Regions from separate parts of the Sus scrofa genome. Here region 1 is linked to region 2. The links are chromatin contacts, called in public promoter capture Hi-C maps. All regions are on one chromosome and are shown on one strand. The core of a region is the stretch at or near the end of the contact, and the rest is flanking DNA. Distances in the headings are between cores, read along the strand shown. Region 1 holds the start of CRELD2 (cysteine-rich with EGF-like domain protein 2). Region 2 holds the start of PLXNB2 (plexin-B2).

Evidence for each region. Promoter capture Hi-C pulls out the DNA fragments that hold promoters and counts their contacts.
Region 1: a contact with region 2 is called in a promoter capture Hi-C map of fetal skeletal muscle, with 3 times the contacts expected there. The contact joins the promoter of CRELD2 here to the promoter of PLXNB2 in region 2. A contact is called at or near these places in 1 of 5 promoter capture datasets (fetal skeletal muscle), 3 of 47 Hi-C or Micro-C datasets (heart right ventricle, liver and retroperitoneal adipose tissue) and 1 of 2 datasets of contacts at active chromatin or transcription factors (alveolar macrophages).

Annotation. Positions count from the first base shown.
Region 1 is chr5:713,976-718,336 of Sscrofa11.1, forward strand. It overlaps CRELD2 (cysteine-rich with EGF-like domain protein 2), which reads right to left and starts at 2,791. Exons shown (of 10, transcript XM_003126783.6): 1 at 2,487-2,791; 2 at 2,083-2,165; 3 at 1,313-1,423; 4 at 966-1,057; 5 at 95-271. The coding sequence starts at 2,612. It overlaps ALG12 (dol-P-Man:Man(7)GlcNAc(2)-PP-Dol alpha-1,6-mannosyltransferase), which reads left to right and starts at 2,953. Exons shown (of 10, transcript XM_021091350.1): 1 at 2,953-3,109.
Region 2 is chr5:388,955-393,282 of Sscrofa11.1, forward strand. It overlaps PLXNB2 (plexin-B2), which reads left to right and starts at 1,393. Exons shown (of 38, transcript XM_021091289.1): 1 at 1,393-1,543. It overlaps DENND6B (protein DENND6B), which reads left to right. Exons shown (of 20, transcript XM_021091320.1): 20 at 1-380.

The sequences.
Region 1 (4,361 bases), core at 1,541-4,040, 330 kb after region 2:
CCTCGTACTGGGGCCGCGCCTTCCCCTGAGCTCCCAGAAGTCTGGGTGAGAGGTCACCGGGGCCCTGCTCCCGTCCACACAGGCGGCTCCAAACCTGAGCAGACGCTGTGTGTCGCATTCCTCAGCGAGCTGAAGTAGCCGTCCACGCAGTCGGTGCACAGCGGCCCCTGGTAGCCCGCATGGCACTGGCAGGACCCGTCCCCCTGCCTGCTGCCGTCTCCGCTGCAGTGGCCGTTCCCGCTGCAGGGCCTCTCCGACCCGCCCTGGCACGCTGTGGGGACACGAGGCCGGCTCAGGGCGCACCCCAGGGGGGAGCGCCTCCCCCGCGCGGCGCTACACCTGCCAAAAAGCGCTCTGGACCCCTCACTGAACCCCCAGGCGACTCGGTCTGCGGGGACACGGGCCCCACGCTGTGCGTGACTCGCTGGGGTCTGCAGGCCCTCGAGGGGCCTCGGCCAGGACATGGGGCCACCCCACTGTGGCTACACACCAGCAGGGAAGCGGGGAGGGTCTGGGCCCGCAGCTGTGCCTTTCACCCAGGTGACCCACAAGAATGTTTCGGTGACAGCGGGGTGGCGACCGTGGCTTCCCTCAGTCTCTTCACCCCGGAGGCCGGATGCGTCCCGTCCAGGCTGACAGACGCCCCAGCCACAGGCTTTCACACGGGCTCCACCACTCTGTGGCCGCCGCCTCGCATTTGGAGGGCGGCATCCAGGCGGGTGGCTTAGGACAGTCGCGGGTGGGCTCCCGTGGGTCTGGGGACTCGTGAACTCGAAGTGCCCTTGGGCTCAGACACTCAGAGCCGCATGGCCCAGAGGAAGTCCCCAGGGCTCGGAGGAGGCAGTGCCCCAGGCGCTGCAGGAACGGACGGCCAGGACCCTCCTGCGCGAGTGCCCACCCGGGATCAGGATGCGGGGCAACCGGAACGAAACGGGACACTCAAGAGCCCCGGTAGAAAAACGTACCCAGGCAGTCCGGCCCGTAAGTTCCCGGAGGACAACAGACTTCCAGTGTTTTCACACAAAACCATTCAAATAGGTCAGGATGCTTCTTCTTCCTGAGGGTTTTAAAAAGCGTCCCTAAACCTCACGTGACAGCGCTCCTCAGCGCCGAGACTCAGTTGAGCGGAAAGCGCGGAGCAGGCTGGGCTCGGGAAAGGCGGGTCTGCACCCGCGGCCCGTCTGGCTGAGTCCCTCCAGGTCGCGCTTGGGACACAAGCGAGGGAGAAAACAGGCTCGGGCAACGCGTCGCCGGCTTTGCTACATCGGACAGCCTTTCCAAAGCTGTTTCCCAGAAGGAGGAGCGCACTCACAGCCGCAGCCACCAGGCCTCCAGGCGCTCCTCGTGCTCCTCCACCAGCTGGTTGCACTCGAAGTCGCTGCTCCCGCACAGGCCCTCCAGGATCTCCAGCAGGCGGACCTCGCTGCAACACGCACAGGCCGTCAGCACCGCAAGGCCAGGGCACAGCGCCCTCTACAGGGAGGTCCGGAGGCCAGGCCCGAGGGACCGTGGCGCTTCACTGAAAAAACCCTCAACAGAGACCCCAAATGGAGCTGGGGGCTGTCAGTGCCAGGCGGAGAATTAAAGGCGGAGGGCAGGGGTGGTCAGGGTGGCCCATCAGGTGTGGGGTCCAGCGGGGGAACCCCTGCCATGGGCAGGATGGGGCTGGAGCTGCGGTGGGGAGGGAGTGAGCTCCATCTGTTTTTTGGTTTTTGGTTTTCTTTAGGGCCACACCTGTGGCACATGGAGGTTCCCAGGCTCGGGGTCGAATCGGAGCTGCAGCTGCCGGCCTACGCCACAGCCACAGCAATACCAGATCCGAGCCACATCTGTGACCTACACCACAGCTCACAACAACACTGTATCCTTAACCCACTGAGCAAGACCAAGGTGTGAACCCACATCCTCCTGGCTACTAGGCGGGTTCTTAACCACTGACCCCCAGTGGGAACTCCCCACCTGTGTTTGGCACCGGCACCAGGTAAGGACAGGTGCCGGTGCCAAAGGGACTCTGTATCATCAGTGCTCCCGGGGACATGTCACCAAAGGCAGGCACTGGGCCGCTCAGAGCAGGGTGCCTACCTGAATTCATACTTGGACAGTGTCTTTTCCTCCCAAGCTGTGTTTCCACCTCCAAAGTTCTTATTTGCTGTGTCCACCATACCCTGCGGGGGAAAGGTGGCGCTGCTGCCTCACCCCTGTTCATGGCAGGGTCACCCCGGTTCCATAGCAGGGGTGACCCCAGATTCATGGTGGGGTGACCCAATCCATGGCAGGACAACCCTGGGTCCATGGTGTGGGGACCCTGGTTCATGGCGGGGGGTTGGGGGGTGTAACAGTACACAGCAGGGCAAATCTAGTCCATGGCGAGGTGACCCCAGGTCCACAGTGCGGCAACCTTGGGCCCATCGTGGGGTGATCCCCGAGTCCACGGAGGGGCGACCCAGGCCCACCCCCTGGCTCCATGTCCTCGCGGAGCGGCACACCTGGTTGAACTTGTCCACCAGCTCCCGGCAGCGCTTACAGGGCGTCGGCTTCTTGGTGGCCTCGCCGGGAGGCGGCGGCAGAAGCAGCAGCAGCAGCACCCCCAGCGACGGGACCGGAAGGCGCATGGCGGGCCAAGGCGGACAGCGCCACGGGAACGCGGCCGCGCGGGCACCGGCCGAGGTCCAGCAAGCACCCGCCGAGCGTTCCGACCCTCGGCCGCCCACCGGCTCAGCAGCGCCGGCGGTTCCCGGGCCTACTTGACGGCGCCGGCCGGGGCCCCGCCCTTCACCATCCCTCGCGCTGCTATTGGTTGGATGGCTCCGCCCCGTCCTCATGTGGCCCAATCCGAGCTCGCCACGGGAGGCCACCAATAGGAAGGGCCCGGGTCAGCGTGCCGCCGGGAGGGTTGGGCACAGGGGGCGGGGAGATCCGAGGCGGCTGGCTCACGCCCCGCCTGTGGCGGCCATCTTTACTCCGGGCAGGAAGGGCGCCCGCTGAGACGGCAGCTAGGCGTTGGTGGCCATGTTAGGTTCGGTCAAGGGCATCGGTTTCCGCTGCTCCACTTCCGGTCGAGGGCAGCTCTGGCGGCCGCGCTTCGAGGGACTGTGCTCTGGGCGGCGAGGTCAGCGCGCGCGGCTCTGGGGGCGGGCTGCGGGGGCTCCAGGCCGGCGCTGTGGCTGCGCTTCTCGGGCATCGCCGGGCTTGTCCACGCGGGAGGGCCGCCAGGCCTCCTCACCTGGGGCCTGATGACTGTCTTTGGGGGCCCAGGAACCTGCATTTTGCATTTCCCCACGCGCCCCGGGCATTTAGCACTGGAGCCCGTGGTTTGAATCCGGACTAAGATGAGCCCTATCCCGACTGTCATAGAACAAAAGATACAAAGTTTTCTCTGGCCTAATTTGCGCCAGATGGCTCGTTTCCGCCAGGGATTAATAATGTGAACATCTGATATGACCAGTTTCCCGCAGAGACCCTAGAACCCCATAGACAAGAGGGCCTCTGTGGGCTTGCCTAATCCGAGATGCCACTGTTCTACAATTTGCGCGTTGATGAGTTGTGGCTGGCTTGCTTGCTTGCTTGCTTTGTTTATGTTTTAGGGCTGCACCCGCGGCATATGGAGGCTCCCAGGCTAGGGGTCCATTCGGAGCTGCAGCTGCGGGCCTACACCACAGCCACAGCAATGCGGGATCCAAGCCACATCTATGACCTACACCACAGCTCACGGCCACGCCGGGTCCTTCACCCACTGAGCGAGGCCAGGGATGGAACCGCATCCTCATGGACCCTAGTCAGATTCGTTTCCACTGCGCCACAGCAGGAACTGCCTGTTATTGTCTTTTCTAATGAAAATGGAAGCTTAAGAGCTTTTACTGCACTTCCTTTTCAAGTCGTTGGAGCACCTGCTATGCTCTGGGCTCTGCTGACACCTGAGTGAATGGGGGCGGGGGTGCCCTCAGGATGAGAACCCCCGGGGGGACAGAGGGTCAGTGATGGGGAAAAACAAAAATCCTGCCGCCAAGGAGCTTACGTTTTAAAAAGAGGGAGACAGGAGTTCCCGTTGTGGCGCAGTGGTTAACGGATCCGACTAGAAACCATGAGGTTGCGGGTTCGATCCCTGGCCTCGCTCAGTGGATTAAGGATCTGGCATTGCCGTGAGCTGTGGTGTAGGTTGCAGACGCGGCTCAGATCCCGCGTGGCTGTGGCTGTGGGAGGCCGGCAGCTGTAGCTCCAATTTGACCCCTAGCCTGGGAACCTCCATATGCCGCAGGAGCGGCCCCAGAAAAGGCAAAAAGACAGAAAAATAAATAAATAAAAAATAAACATAAAAAGAGGGAGACAGGAGTTCCCTTCGTGGCTCAGCAGTAACAAACCCC
Region 2 (4,328 bases), core at 143-2,642:
TCCCCAGAGACTCCTGCCTTCCCTGCCAGGATCAGGGCGGCTCTGGCTTGGCTGAGCCTCTGTCCCCCCACGGGGCTGGGGTCAGAGAGTGAGGAGGGCAGGGGGGGCAGGTGGGCAGAAGAGGCGGAGCCATCTCCTACCAGAGCCCCTGGGCAGCAGGGCCTGGAGGGGCTGCAACTCCTGGTCTGAGGCCGGGGTGTGAGGGTAGTGGTGTGCGTGGGCCCGGGGTGGGGGTGGGGTGGAGGGCGCCAGTGGGCGGCTGCAGGGACAGGAAGGACAGTCCTCACCCCCCAGCTTCCTGCACTCTATTTAAAGACTCTCTTTTAGGCTGGGATGGTGGCCTTCCCACATCTTTGGTATTAAAATGCCCTGTGACACAATGCTTGTCTTTTAATTTCCTTTTTTGACAAAAGTTGGCATCCCTGTCAGAACTTGGTTATTTGAGGGTCCCCTGTGATGAACGTGGGGTGGGTCTTGGTGTGATTTGCTTCAGGGCCGAAGGGGTGAAGGTTTGGCCGGCTGGGTGGGGGTGGGAGGGTAGCAGGAAGAACCGATGACGGGTGACCCACCATCTCCAGTGGCTTCATCTGGGTTGGAGGCTGAGATAGAGGAAATGGAGCATCTGCAGGGAGGGGAAGGGCTGGGTGGAGAGTGGGTCCCCAAAGATGGGAGGGGGCGTCCCGGTATGGAAGTAGAGGTTAGGGCTGGGGAAGGGTCCCACATCCTTCCTGGGTCCTCTGCTGGAGACTGTGGGTGGGGGGCAGTGGAGCCCCCCCCCTGCTCAAGTCTGAGGGGCTGGGGGCATCAGGACCAGGATGGGTAGGGGCTGGAGTGGCCGGACGGACGTGGGGCAAACTCTAGTCCAGAGCTGGAGCCCTGGGAGAGGCTCATCTCACCACCCACCTGCGAGCACCCGAGAGAGTAACTGGGTCCTGTGCACAGGTCCCCAAAGGCTCACTGGGGGGGGGGGTCCCAGGGAGTAGGAGAGCAGATGGAGGCCAAGGATGTACTTGAGGGGACACAGGGCAGGTGCCCTCTTCCCCTAGGAGGGTGGGAGGCAAGACCCAGCAGCTCCGAGCCCCCCCACAGGGCAAGGGCGTGGCCCGCCTGGCCTGTTCCCCAGTGTGAGGGAAGGGGTGCTGGTGGCCGGCCCCTCTCCGACAGAACTGCAAGGGTGCCTCGGGGACCTCGGTCTGGCCCCCGCTCTCCTCCAGTACCCAGACCGGGGCTCCCCTGGCGCCAACTTGGACCCGAACCAGGCCCGCGAACGCGCCGCGCCCACCGTGGCCAGCGGGCACCAGGGACGCGGGGGGCGCCCCGCCCGTGGGGCCCCTGCTCTCCCTCCGCCCTCCCCCCTCCGCTCTCCCCTCCCCCGCTCCTCCCCTCCCCTCCCCCGCTCCCCGCCGGGGGCGGGGCCGCTGCTCCCGCGCGCTCCGGCCCCTCCTCGGCCACACAAAGGCCCGTCTCCATGGCAGCCGCGCGGGCCGCAGCACAGCGCCGAGCGCGGCCCGGGCGCCATCGAGCCTCGGCGGCGGACGTGCAGGTACGGAGATGCGGTGCGGGGCCCGCGGGGCGGCCGGCTGGGGGGGCGGGTGGCCGGCCGCGCCGCTCCGCCCTGGCCTGGAGCGCTCGGGACGCAGGGGGACTCGGGCCGCTGCCGCCCGGCGGAGGGCGACTCGGGCCTCTGCCGCCGTCTGTGTGTCGGGCCGTCCGGGGCCGGGCCACTCCCGCCCCACGCTCTTCCAGGTGGCGGGCGAGGCCTGCGGAGCCCGAGACAGCGGGCCCGGCGCAGCCAGGGGGCCCCGGCCGGGCGCCGCGGCCCCTCCCGCCGCCCGCGTCCCTCTGGAGCCCCTCGGACCCCTTGGGGCTCCCAGAGCTCCCCCCCTGCTCACGCCCCCGCTCCTCTGGCCTCGGAGATCGGTGCAGGGGGCGGAGATGGTCTCCGTTGTGCCAGAGCTCCAGGCCTGCACCGCCTCCCCACCCCAGCTCTGGTTCCCCGGCGGCGGCCGAGGCGGAGCCGCGGCTTTCTCCCCGGGAAGCTGGGCAGTGGTCGGGCCTCAGCGCCCCGCACCCCCGGGGCCTTGTGAGGAGGGCGGCAGCCAGGACCGCCCTGGGAGCCCCTGGTCCGCACCTGGCAGGCTGCGAGGCGGGTGCGCAGTTCTGGGCTGGGACCGGGCGCAGCCCAGCGCTGGGCAGGTCCCGGGGGTCCCCGCCTGCTTCGCCGCGCAGCCTGCGCCCAGTTGCCAAGGTTTATTGGGGTGCGGTTTGGGTGGACACTCTGGGGCCCAGGAAGTCTCTGCCGGCCGCCTGGGCCCTGCCCCCTCAGGCTCGGGCCCTGCACCTCTGTGTGCCTCCTCCTGCAGGAAGCCCTCCCAGACGGACCCTTCCCACTCCTCTGCGCTCAGCTGTCTGGCAGATTTTGAGGGGAGTCCCTGAGCTCAAGAGCCTCAGCGCTTCCTGCCACGTCACTGGGCTCTTGCCAACAACTTGGAAAAAGAAGGAAGGGGTCTGGCTGGGCTCGGGGCCTGTGGTGGGGGTCAGGCCTGGGGGTGAGGCTCAGCCCCAAAGCTCGTGGAATGTTCTGGGGCTTGGGGACTCTCTGGGCCCATACCTGCCCTGGGGAGCTCCTCCTTCCAGGTCTAAGTTCAGCCCCAGTGCCCCCCTGGGGCAGAGGTGGGGCAGGACCTGTGGAGGTGGGAGAACAAGCCCAGGGGGCTGGGGGCTTTCGGCCTGACCCCGCGTCCAGATGGTATCCTGGCACAGAGGGGAGCATCTGAGGGTTGGACACCTGCGGGGGGTGCTGTGCTCTGAGGTGAGGGTCCCTAGGAGGGTCACCGTGGGCCTGGCCGGGCCCCTTGGGTATTTTTGGTGGTGTGTCAGCTTTGAGGAATTCCCGGAGGAGACTGAGCGCACGCAGATGGTCCCAGCCTCCCACCTCCTCCCTCCCCTTACCTATGGGGGGGCCACCTCCTTCTGAGGAAGGGGGGCTTGAGGTCTGGCTGGGGCTCCTTGCCCCCGGAGGGGAGGGAAGTTAGAGAAAAACAAGGGTTTGGAATGCAAGTCCCCCCCTCCCCCACCGGCCGCCTGCCAAGAAGGAATTATTTTGGATTATCCAGCCGTGTCCAGCCACCCAAGGGGGGAGGCCACAGCCCTGGGAGAGAGATCCGCTTCCGGGGCCGCGCAGAGAGCCTCCGAAGGGAGGGACAGGCAAGTCTGGGCAGCTCTGCCACCTCCGCGGCTGCTCAGACCGGTTGGGGGCAGGGTGGGGGCGATGCGTCACCCTTGGGCTGGAGAACCGCCAGAGGTCGCAGGCAGGCCCTGCTGGGAGGGCCTGGTGCGGGCCCGGGCCCCTCCAGGGGGCGGGGGGGGGCGAGGGTGCGGAGGGAGTCCTGAACCCTGTTCCCTGGGGCCCAGGGCAGCGGCCCAGCCAGGAGCCCCCTTCACCCCAGAGGCCTTAGCACCGTGGCCCCAGGGCCCTTTGAGGCTGCCCTCCAGGGCCCAGGTCATGGACACACCTTGGGCCGGTTACTCACACCGGTGCTTCCCTGGGGTGACGAGCGGGCAGGGCGGGATGGCTGCTTAGGGTGGGTGGGGCACTGGGCTCTCTCACTGGCTGCATCTCAGGCCACCCTCCTGCCTCTTGACTGACCCACAAACCAGCAGGCGACTGATGCACCACGGTTCTCCAAGCCCCTCCGACAGCCCAGCCCTTGTGCCCCCAAACCCCTCCCACGTTTAGATGTGGCACCTGTGAGCCCATCCCATGGCTGAGGAGCTCAAGGCCAGAGATGGGTCCCTTGGGTCCTTTCAAGGAGCTGTCTGGGATGCTGCTTCTGCTGAGTGGGCTCCTGGGGTCCACTTCGCATGTGTGCAGCCGGTGGCCCTGTAGGGACCACGGTGGGAGGCAGAGCTGACAGCTGGGGCCCAGTGCAGGAAACCCAGGGGCCTGGCCCCAGCCCAGGCGAGTGGAGCGGAAGAGATTGGGGTGGAAGGCACGGGCGGGGGCTGGCAGCCTGAGGAGGGGTCCATATGGCGTGTGCCCTTCTCCCCCAGGACAGCTCGTTGCAGGCCCTTGAGCCGTCATGGTGTCCTGTTCCCAGCCTTGAACTCACAGCCTGGGGGTCAGAGCTGGTGAGCACTCTGGGTGTGGGCAGAGGGTGCCCTGGCAGGACAGGCTGTGGCTTCCAGCGCCTCTCCCGTGGTCCCTTTTCTGGTCTGGGCAGGTCCACTCTGCAGTCCTTCTGCAGGAAGTCCTTACACCACGCCTCAGTCCTTCTTGCTGCAGCGACAAGGCCCCCTGTCCTGCCGTGGCTTCCTGGCCTGGGTGG